2 separate regions of the Mus musculus genome follow, and region 2 is linked to region 1. Evidence: chromatin contacts called from public promoter capture Hi-C data. All regions are on one chromosome and are shown on one strand. Each heading gives the region's core, a stretch centred on a gene start, on an enhancer-like site or on the middle of the called end of the contact. The rest is flanking DNA. Distances are from core to core; before and after follow the strand shown. Region 1 holds the start of Zfp108 (zinc finger protein 108). Region 2 holds the start of Tescl (tescalcin-like).

Region 1 (4,063 bases), core at 1,259-3,758:
GGTTCACACTTCAAGGCTCTGGCCTGAGGAGCTTAGGCTAACTTCTCCGTGCCTCAGTTTCCCCATCTGTGTAACAGTACCTCCATCACAGTATCCCTGAAGGGATGAATTTAAAATGAACCGTCCACATTGACACAATAAATATAGAACAAAATTTAATTCAGTAAGTGAAAGTTTCAGACAAGCTGCTATTTTTAATCACTTGCTAAAGTACCCAAGATTTTTAAAGTGTCCAGTTTAGGCCAGAATACAGAGAATCAGGGATACTTACTGCCTACAAATTAACAGAGAATATAGCCACTATTGTTGAAAAACAAGCATTTACTCCCTGGAACTGATGGCCCTGGGGAGCTGGGGAGCTGGGTACCACCATGGGAAGCACTCCCTTTTGCATTAGTGTTTCAGGTTCCTGAATCATGCCCCTGGGTGCTCAGCGTTGTATAATACATGCACTGTCTTTCTAGGCTGCTGGGGAGTCTCTATCAGAGCACACGGCTCATTCGATCCCAGCTTGTCTGTACACGTGTCTGTGAGTCTGTCCTTCCTTCATTCCTTCATCATCTGAATTGGATCAACCACAGAAGCCGTGCAGTTGGTGGCAGCCAGACGCTCCCTGGTTGTTCAGGAAATGAATGCACAGGACGCCCCGTGCAGGAAATATGAATGAACACTTTTCTGTGTGCATGTATGTGTGCACGCATGAATAGGCTACAATCCAACTTCTGGTGTCCTTCCTCAGGTGCTGTCTAGGGTAGTTTGTTTGTTTTTAGGACAGGGTCCTCCAGTGTCCTAGAACTTGCCAATTAGGCTAGGATGGCTGCCACTGAGCACCAGGACAGAGCAGCCTGTCCCAGAGTCCCCAAACCAAGAGATGCTACTTCAACAAGATTGAAGAAGAGAGACTCCTGAAAGCTGTCCTCTGAAGTCTACATCATGTCTTGACATGCTCACAAAGCACAAACCCAATACTAATGAAAAATTATTAAATGAAAAAAATCATAAACACGAGTATGAAGAACTCATACTTAATTGTAAAATAAAATTAGGCCAGAAGAGGGCGTTGGACATCCTCTAATTACATATAATTGGAGTTACGGGCAGTTGTAAGCTATCAGGTGTGAGTGCTGGGAACCAAACTGAGCCAGTGCTCTTAACTACTGAGCCATCTCTGCAGCCCACTTTTTCAAATTCTTTTTACTCATCCTTGTACACTTTCCCATGTGCAGTGCACTTTGAGCACATGTCCCACTGTCCTCTCTTATCCCTCCTCCTTCCAGACCTTTCTTCTCAGCAACTTCCCCTCTTCCTTCATGCAGTTCAGAGAGGCTCTGTGTAGAGCACTTGCCCGCCATGCAGGAGTCCTGTTTTCAATCCCTACCACTGTGGGGATGGGGGAAGCAACCCGACTTACCTGTAACTTGGTCATTGTTCTCTTCTCTTTGAGACAAGGCAGGGCTCTGGGAAGCAAGCTGGGGAAGAGAGGCTTCGTGAGAACACTGCTAGGACAGTTGGTCCACGTGGCTTCCTCAGCTTCTCCATCAGCCCCAAGGGCTGTGCGCGCTGACCAGGCTTTTCTGCCTACTTCCTACTAAGCCTCCGGGTTACCAGACTCACTCACCACATTCTCTATTTCTGGAAGCTTCAGGGGTGCTGGGCACTCTTACCTTCACAAGGCTGCCTGTGGTGATGGGTTTCCCAGAAAACACAAATGTTTAAGCAGCCCCAGAAGTCTGATGCATGCTGTGTCATGACTGACCACCAGCCTCAGAAGGGTCTGTCAATTGTGACAGCTATCTTACATGTTATTGTTTCCATACATGGGAGTGAAGTTAAACCTCTCTGTATCCTGCTCTAAAAGGCTTCATAATTAGCAAACATTATTGACCTGCCAGAGCCTCCAGAGTCTCTTTTTCCACATGCACGAAGATAATGACCAATAGAAATCTAAGCCCTGCAAGATGGCTTAGTGGGTAGAAGTGACTTCAGCTGAGCCTGATGGGGCGAGTTCGAGTCCCTGAACACCACACGGTGCAAGGAAAGACCTGACTCTCACAAGTTGTCTTCTGACCTCCATACATAAGCTGTGACACAACCCTCCCCTCTTAAATAAATAAATGCAAAACCAAACCAAATCAAAACAAAAACACATAAAAGTAAGAGTTGCCACTTAAGGCTTTATGACACTGGCCATCTGTCACCACAGCTTCTCTGCCAGGCTCCAGTGGGAAGCTAGACTCTCCCGGGGTTCCACCAGCAGCTGAGATGGGTCCAGGAATCAGGGCAGGAGGCCTCAGGCAGAACCCAGTTAAAAAGGACGGGTCGCTGCCACAGCTGCCCCGCTTTTCCCCGGAATGCAAACTCGTCTCTGAGAGGACACACCGGAATGCAAACTCGTCTCTGAGAGGACACACCGGAATGCAAACTCGTCCCTGAGAGGACACACCGGGGCACAGCGCACAGAAGGCCTGCGGGATGCTCCAAGCTCTCACCTCACTGGAAGGAAGCACTGCCAGGCAGCCTAGCCTTCTGGAGCTGAAGCAAACTTAGCTGCTAATGGCTCCAGAACTACAATTCCCAGAATGCCTCGGCGGAAGTTCATCGGTCTGGAGCTTTTTCTGGGACTACATTTCCCAGAACGAGAAGGTTCCAAGCTATTTTAACTAGAGTGAGGTCGGTGGAAATTGCTTTTTGGGAAATGTAAAAGTACCACTCTCGCTTAGAAAGGAAGTTGTGGGTCCAGACAAAATCAACAGTCTTTAGTCATATTTGGCCTTGTTTCGTTGAGAAATTTAAAATTGACCTTTATAGTGACTACCAGCTAAGTCCCATGGTTTAGAAATCTCAAAGGGTAGGTCTCTGTCTTGGCTGTAGGAAGGTGCAGTAACAGGACCAGAGGGCATAACTATCCTGGCTCCAGTTTTCAACCCTTTAGCCAGGGGGCTTATGGGGAACAGGGTCTCAAGTTTTGCCAACTTCTGGATAGAAAATTCTGTTCCTGAGTCAGATTAGCATAGGTAAGCTCTGGATGCCCTAGTGAGTTCGGTTAACATTCTGTCTAAGCTCCACCATACAGTTACCTGGCAACACCTAGGTATGCTCCTCCCCACAATTATCTGGCAACAGCCTGGTAGGCGGATCCACTATAAAAGTGGTTGCTTGCCCTCTCCTCTTTCTTTTGTCCTCTTGTTCTTTTGCTCTTCCCGTCTTGCTCCTGCTCTGTCCCCTCATACCTTCCCCCCTCTTTCTCCACGTGCTCATGGCCAGCCTCTACTCTTCTCCTCTACTTCTCTCTCCCATTCTCTGCCCTACTACCCTCTAAACTCCCCTCCCCAAGCCCTGAATAAACTCTATTCTATACTATACCATCGTGTGGCTGGTTCCACAGTGGGAAGGGATGTCTTGGCATGGGCCTGTTGAGGCACCCGCTTCCCCCATACCTCACCACACCCCTATAGAACGTATCCACCCCACCCCACCCCCATTTATCATTTTATAAACATATCAAGTTCTACTTCCCAGTCTGCATAAGGAGGGAAGAGGGTCCTAGGATTTGAGTATAATGGGGTGGTGGGTCTTACAGTTTGGTTTGCAGGTAAGTTCTATTTTAATGTAGGGGTCCCTGTCTGTCTTCCATCCTATCCCCTAATTTTCACATTCTCAGTGGTGGCAATAGAAAGTCCCTGGAAGGTTGCAAGTGGAACTTAAATCAGCAGGGCAGGTGCTACATCTACTCCAGTAGTGACACGTGCAACTGGCCCCAAAAACCTGGGCACTGTCCTGAGGCAAAAAGTCTCCTGGAACTGTGGCATCCTGAATAACGAATGCTCCAATGTCCATGCTTTAGTTGGTAAACAGATCTGTGTGCTTTCCCTTAATATTACTTTATTATAAGTGCTTCTAAGGATTCATTTTTGATATTTAGCTAAGTTAGATTCCTCATCAATCCTAGGCAGTCCTTGAGCCGACCAAGGGCTTTGAATTCAGTAAGAATGTTGCCTATTCAGTGACATTCAGAATTGCCTCTAGTATTGTAAGAGAGATAGTGAAAGAAATCAGGCATTAT
Region 2 (4,277 bases), core at 537-3,036, 79 kb before region 1:
TGTTCTGCAGTCAGTCTGCTTTTATGCCCTCCCTCCCACTCTCTGCACCTATCCTGTCCTTTCACTATATAGACAAGGACAGATGCCACCGCTTTCTCAGGTCCCTACCATCTCACTTCCTAGGCAGAGAGCTGAAGTGAGCTCCAGGAACAGCCCAGGACCCGAATGACTACAGTGTGACTCCCTAGGGAGTCTATTTGTGTTCACTCCAATGGAGAATACCACAAAAGAACCAAAAAAAAAAAAAACAAAACAAAAACAAAAACAAAAACAAAAAAAACAACAAAAACAAAAACAAAAAACAAAAAACAAAAAAAACCACTGAAGGAACTTATTGAAATTATCGGAGTATGCCTGAGGATTCACTTGAGCAGCGAGGGTGATGACTGGCAAGAGATGCATCCCTGGAGTTTCCTCTCAGGTCGACCTGCTGCCCACTCTGCTTCCACTGTGTATGGAGCAGGAGGGAGAGGGTTGCTGTGCTCCTATGCATCCAATGCTCCTCCCATCTACCGACAAGAGAATGATAGTAGCCGTGCCTTGTGAGAGTCTCCTGCAGGTCATCACAGCTTCTCTGATTCCCAGACATGGACGGCCACATCCTGCCTGGAAGGCAGAGTTCCGAATGGGAGTCATGCACTGTCATTGTCGTTTGGGTCCTAGTTCGAGAGCCTGCTGATGGGGTATGATATGGAAGGAAGTGTAAGCAGAGTAAACTCTCCCTTCCCATGTAGGGGTCTGTATAGTAGAGCCTTTGTGTGTGGCTTTGAGTGGATGTATAGTAAAGCCTTTGTGTCTGGGTTTGAGTGAACTGTTTAGCAAAGCCATTGCTATGTTTGGATTAGTGAGTAGAGGCTGAGAAATTGTTTTGTGACTATTTGAACCCTGAAGAGATGTCTCCCTGGAAAGTCTGTACTTGGCATGACATGAGAGCTTGCAGCTGCACAACCTTGGTCCTAAGACACTCCTGGGCAAACATGGAGTTCTTACTTGTGATTATGGCTAGCCATGGTGAAACGGGACTGAGATTTGTGTGGGATGTCTGCTCTCAAGGGCAGCAAGAGTAAGTTAACTTTGGTAGCTGAAACCCTTCCCAGCTCCAATTAACCTTGTATGATGTTTGAATAAAGTAACTGGAGTGAGCTAGCTGTGTGTCAGTCTTTTCCAAGAAGGCTGAACTCCTCTGTTCCTTTAGGAAATGAAGGCTTGGCATCTTGGTGAGCTTCTCTGAGCTCTCCCCTCCCCTCCCCTCCCCTCCCCTCCTTCCTTCTCCTCTCCCCTCCTCTACTCTCCCCTCCTATCCTCTCTCCTCTCCTCCCCTCCCCTCCCCTCCCCTCCCCTCCCCTCCCCTCTCCATCCTTCCCTTGAATGACTTGGAACTCAACTGTGCAGATCATGTTGTGCTCAAACTCACAGAGATTCTCCTGCCCCTACCTCCTGAATGTTGGCATCACTGGCCATTTTAGCATCTTTTGTAAGACAAAGACACGTATCTTTGGTTGTCCTAGGAAAACCAAAGCGTGCTCTCTCTTTTCATATATATAAAATTATATAATGTATAAAATATATAATAAACATATGACACATAATAGATGTAACATGTAACATAATATATAATATGCAATCTATAATACGCAATGCGTAATATACAACACATATATAATATTTATTTCAATATGCTTCATTTCACTGAATTTGGAGAGGAAAGAGCCTTCGGGGATTGTGACGGACCTGCCCTAACAGAGGTTGCTTTGATGACCTAATAAATCAGAACGGCAGCAAGGTGAGACCGACCAGGAAGCCCGAACCCTTCCACTGAGCGCCTGAGGTCGTTCCGAGCACACGGGGCACCATGGGCGCCTCCCTTTCGTCCAAGGAGGAGTGGGAGCGCGAGAGCAGGACCGACTTATGGTGGGCGCACATCCAGGAGGTGTTGAACAAGTGCGACTTCAGCTGGGAGCAGATCAAGCAGCTGCACCAGAGGTTCAGGCTGCTGAGCGGGGACCAGCCCACCCTACAGCCAGAGAGCTTCGACAACATCCTGGACTTGGAGTTCAATCCGATCCGCTCCAGGATCGTCCGCGCCTTCTTCGACAACCGGAACCTGGGCAAAGGGACCAGCGGTCTGGCGGAGGAGATCACCTTCCAGGACTTCCTGACCATCATCTCCTACTTCCGGCCGCTGCGGCCCAGTCTCAACAAAGAGGAGGCGGAGCAGAACCGCAAGGACAAGATGCGGTTCCTCTTCAACATGTACGACCAGGACGGCGATGGGATCATTACCCTGCAGGAGTACCGCCGGGTGGTGGAGAGCCTGCTGTCGGCGCACCCGCAAGTGGAGAGAGACACTGTGCGCTCCGTCGCCAATGCCATCGCCCAGGGCGCCTTGAAGGAGGCGGCCAGGGCGTCGGACCAGCCGCTGATGGCGGGCCAGCAGTATGAGGGCATCACCTTCGAGGACTTCGTCAAGACCTGGAAGAGCCTCGAATTGGAGGTGAAGATGCAAGTCAGCTTCCTGAATCTAGAAGCCACGGTCTTATGCCAGTGACCGGCGGGCTGCCACACCCACACTGGAGAAGCTGCCCCTTGAATCCGGCAGACTCTTGCAGCAGCTACAGGGTACATGGGACTTGATGGATTTCATCTCAAAGAATAAAGATGATCAAAAGAGATGAGCGGGGCGTGGCTGTGCTTGCCTTGAATCCCAGCACTCAGGAGGCAGAGGCAGGCAGGCAGATCTCTGTGAGTTTGAGGCCAGCCTGGTCTATTGAGTGAGTTTCTGGCAGGCCAGAGCTCACACAGTGAGACTCTGTGTCAAAAAAATAGAATGAATAGAACATAAATGTACCAATGGCCAGTAAACACGAAAATCGTAAGCATCCTTTGCCCATCTATCTCATGCAAGGCGCAATGGCTATCAATAAAATAAATGGTGGGTAGGATGCAGGGGCGCGAGGGAAGGAAATATGTACACACGATGACTGGTAGGGATGTAAATTCGTTCAGCTTCTATGGAGTCAATATAGAGAGGTTTCTGGAAAGCCTAGAACTAGAACCATCATATGACCCTGTGGGAAGCCGCCCTCACACTCGCCGTTACAAGATGGCGCTGACATCCTGTGTTCTAAGTGGTAAACAAATAATCTGCGCATGTGCCAAGGGTAGTTCTCCACTCCATGTGCTCTGCCTTCACCGAGTCGACAACTCGGCCGATGGGCTGCAGCCAATCAGGGAGTGACACGTCCTAGGCGGAGGATAATTCTCCTTAAAGGGGATGGGGTTTCGCCATTCTCTCTCTTGCTCTGGCTCTTGCTCTCTTGCTCCTAAAGATGTAAGCAATAGAGCTCTTGCTCTCTTGCGCTCTGGCTCCTGAAGATGTAAGCAATAGAGCTCTTGCTCTCTTGCTCTCTGGCTCCTGAAGATGTAAGCAATAAAGCTTTTGCCGCAGAAGATTCCGGTTTGTTGTGTTCTTCCTGGCCGGTCGTGAGAACGCGTGTAAGATGACCCAGCTATGGATGTACACCCAGAGGACCACGTAGATGCCAAACATCTGCACAGAGTGCAGCATCACTCAGTATTGCCACCTTACAGAACGAGCCCAAGTGTCCCTCTGCAGACGAATGAATGGTTAAAATGTGGTATATATGGGGTCGATTTTATCCATCCATGAAAACAAGAAACAAGCCAGAAACGGAAACACTACTCATTTGTGGATCCTAGAGTTTTATATAGATAACATGAAGTCATAGGATGTAAAATCGCCAAGTAGCCTGGGGAATGAACAGGGAGGAAAGGGGGTGGAGTCACTGTGGTCAGAGTACAGAGCACAGGTGTATGAAATTGTCTCTCGTAACTCATCACTGTGTGCATCAGACAGACCCCGGTGAAGAGAGTACCAGGGCATGCTGTGAGCATGCCATTAGGCTTAATGTCTTCTTGCTTGGTGAAAGAGCAGATTTGAGCAGTTAAAACTAGCTCGTTACAAGTAAAAGTTTGTCAAACCTAGCTGTATCCTCGTTGCTTGGACAAAATACTTAACAGGCACCGTTAGGGGGGAAGAGCTTGTTTGACTCAGAGTTTGAAGGCACAGTCCATGGTAAAGCAGGCCATGACTTTAACTCAGGGTTAAGCTATTTTTTTGTTAGTGGTGTCACTGTGGCATGCATTTGAGTGTCACGTCGTAGCCCAAGATGGCCTTGATAGTTGAGGGTCACCTTGTATTCCCATCCCCACTTCCCAAGAGCTAGAGTTACAGGCATGTGCCAACACGTCAGCTG

Evidence for each region. Capture Hi-C pulls out chosen DNA fragments and counts their contacts.
Region 2: a promoter capture Hi-C map of adipose tissue shows a contact between it and region 1. The contact joins the promoter of Tescl here to the promoter of Zfp108 in region 1. A contact is called at or near these places in 3 of 39 promoter capture datasets (liver, macrophages and pre-B cells) and 2 of 9 other capture datasets (adipose tissue and liver).

What each region holds. Positions count from the first base shown.
Region 1 is chr7:24,253,239-24,257,301 of GRCm38.p6, reverse strand. It overlaps Zfp108 (zinc finger protein 108), which reads right to left and starts at 2,508. Exons shown (of 4, transcript NM_018791.2): 1 at 2,380-2,508; 2 at 1,412-1,469. The coding sequence starts at 1,426.
Region 2 is chr7:24,331,474-24,335,750 of GRCm38.p6, reverse strand. It overlaps Tescl (tescalcin-like), which reads left to right and starts at 1,786. Exons shown (of 1, transcript NM_001163810.1): 1 at 1,786-2,671. The coding sequence starts at 1,853. The coding sequence ends at 2,548.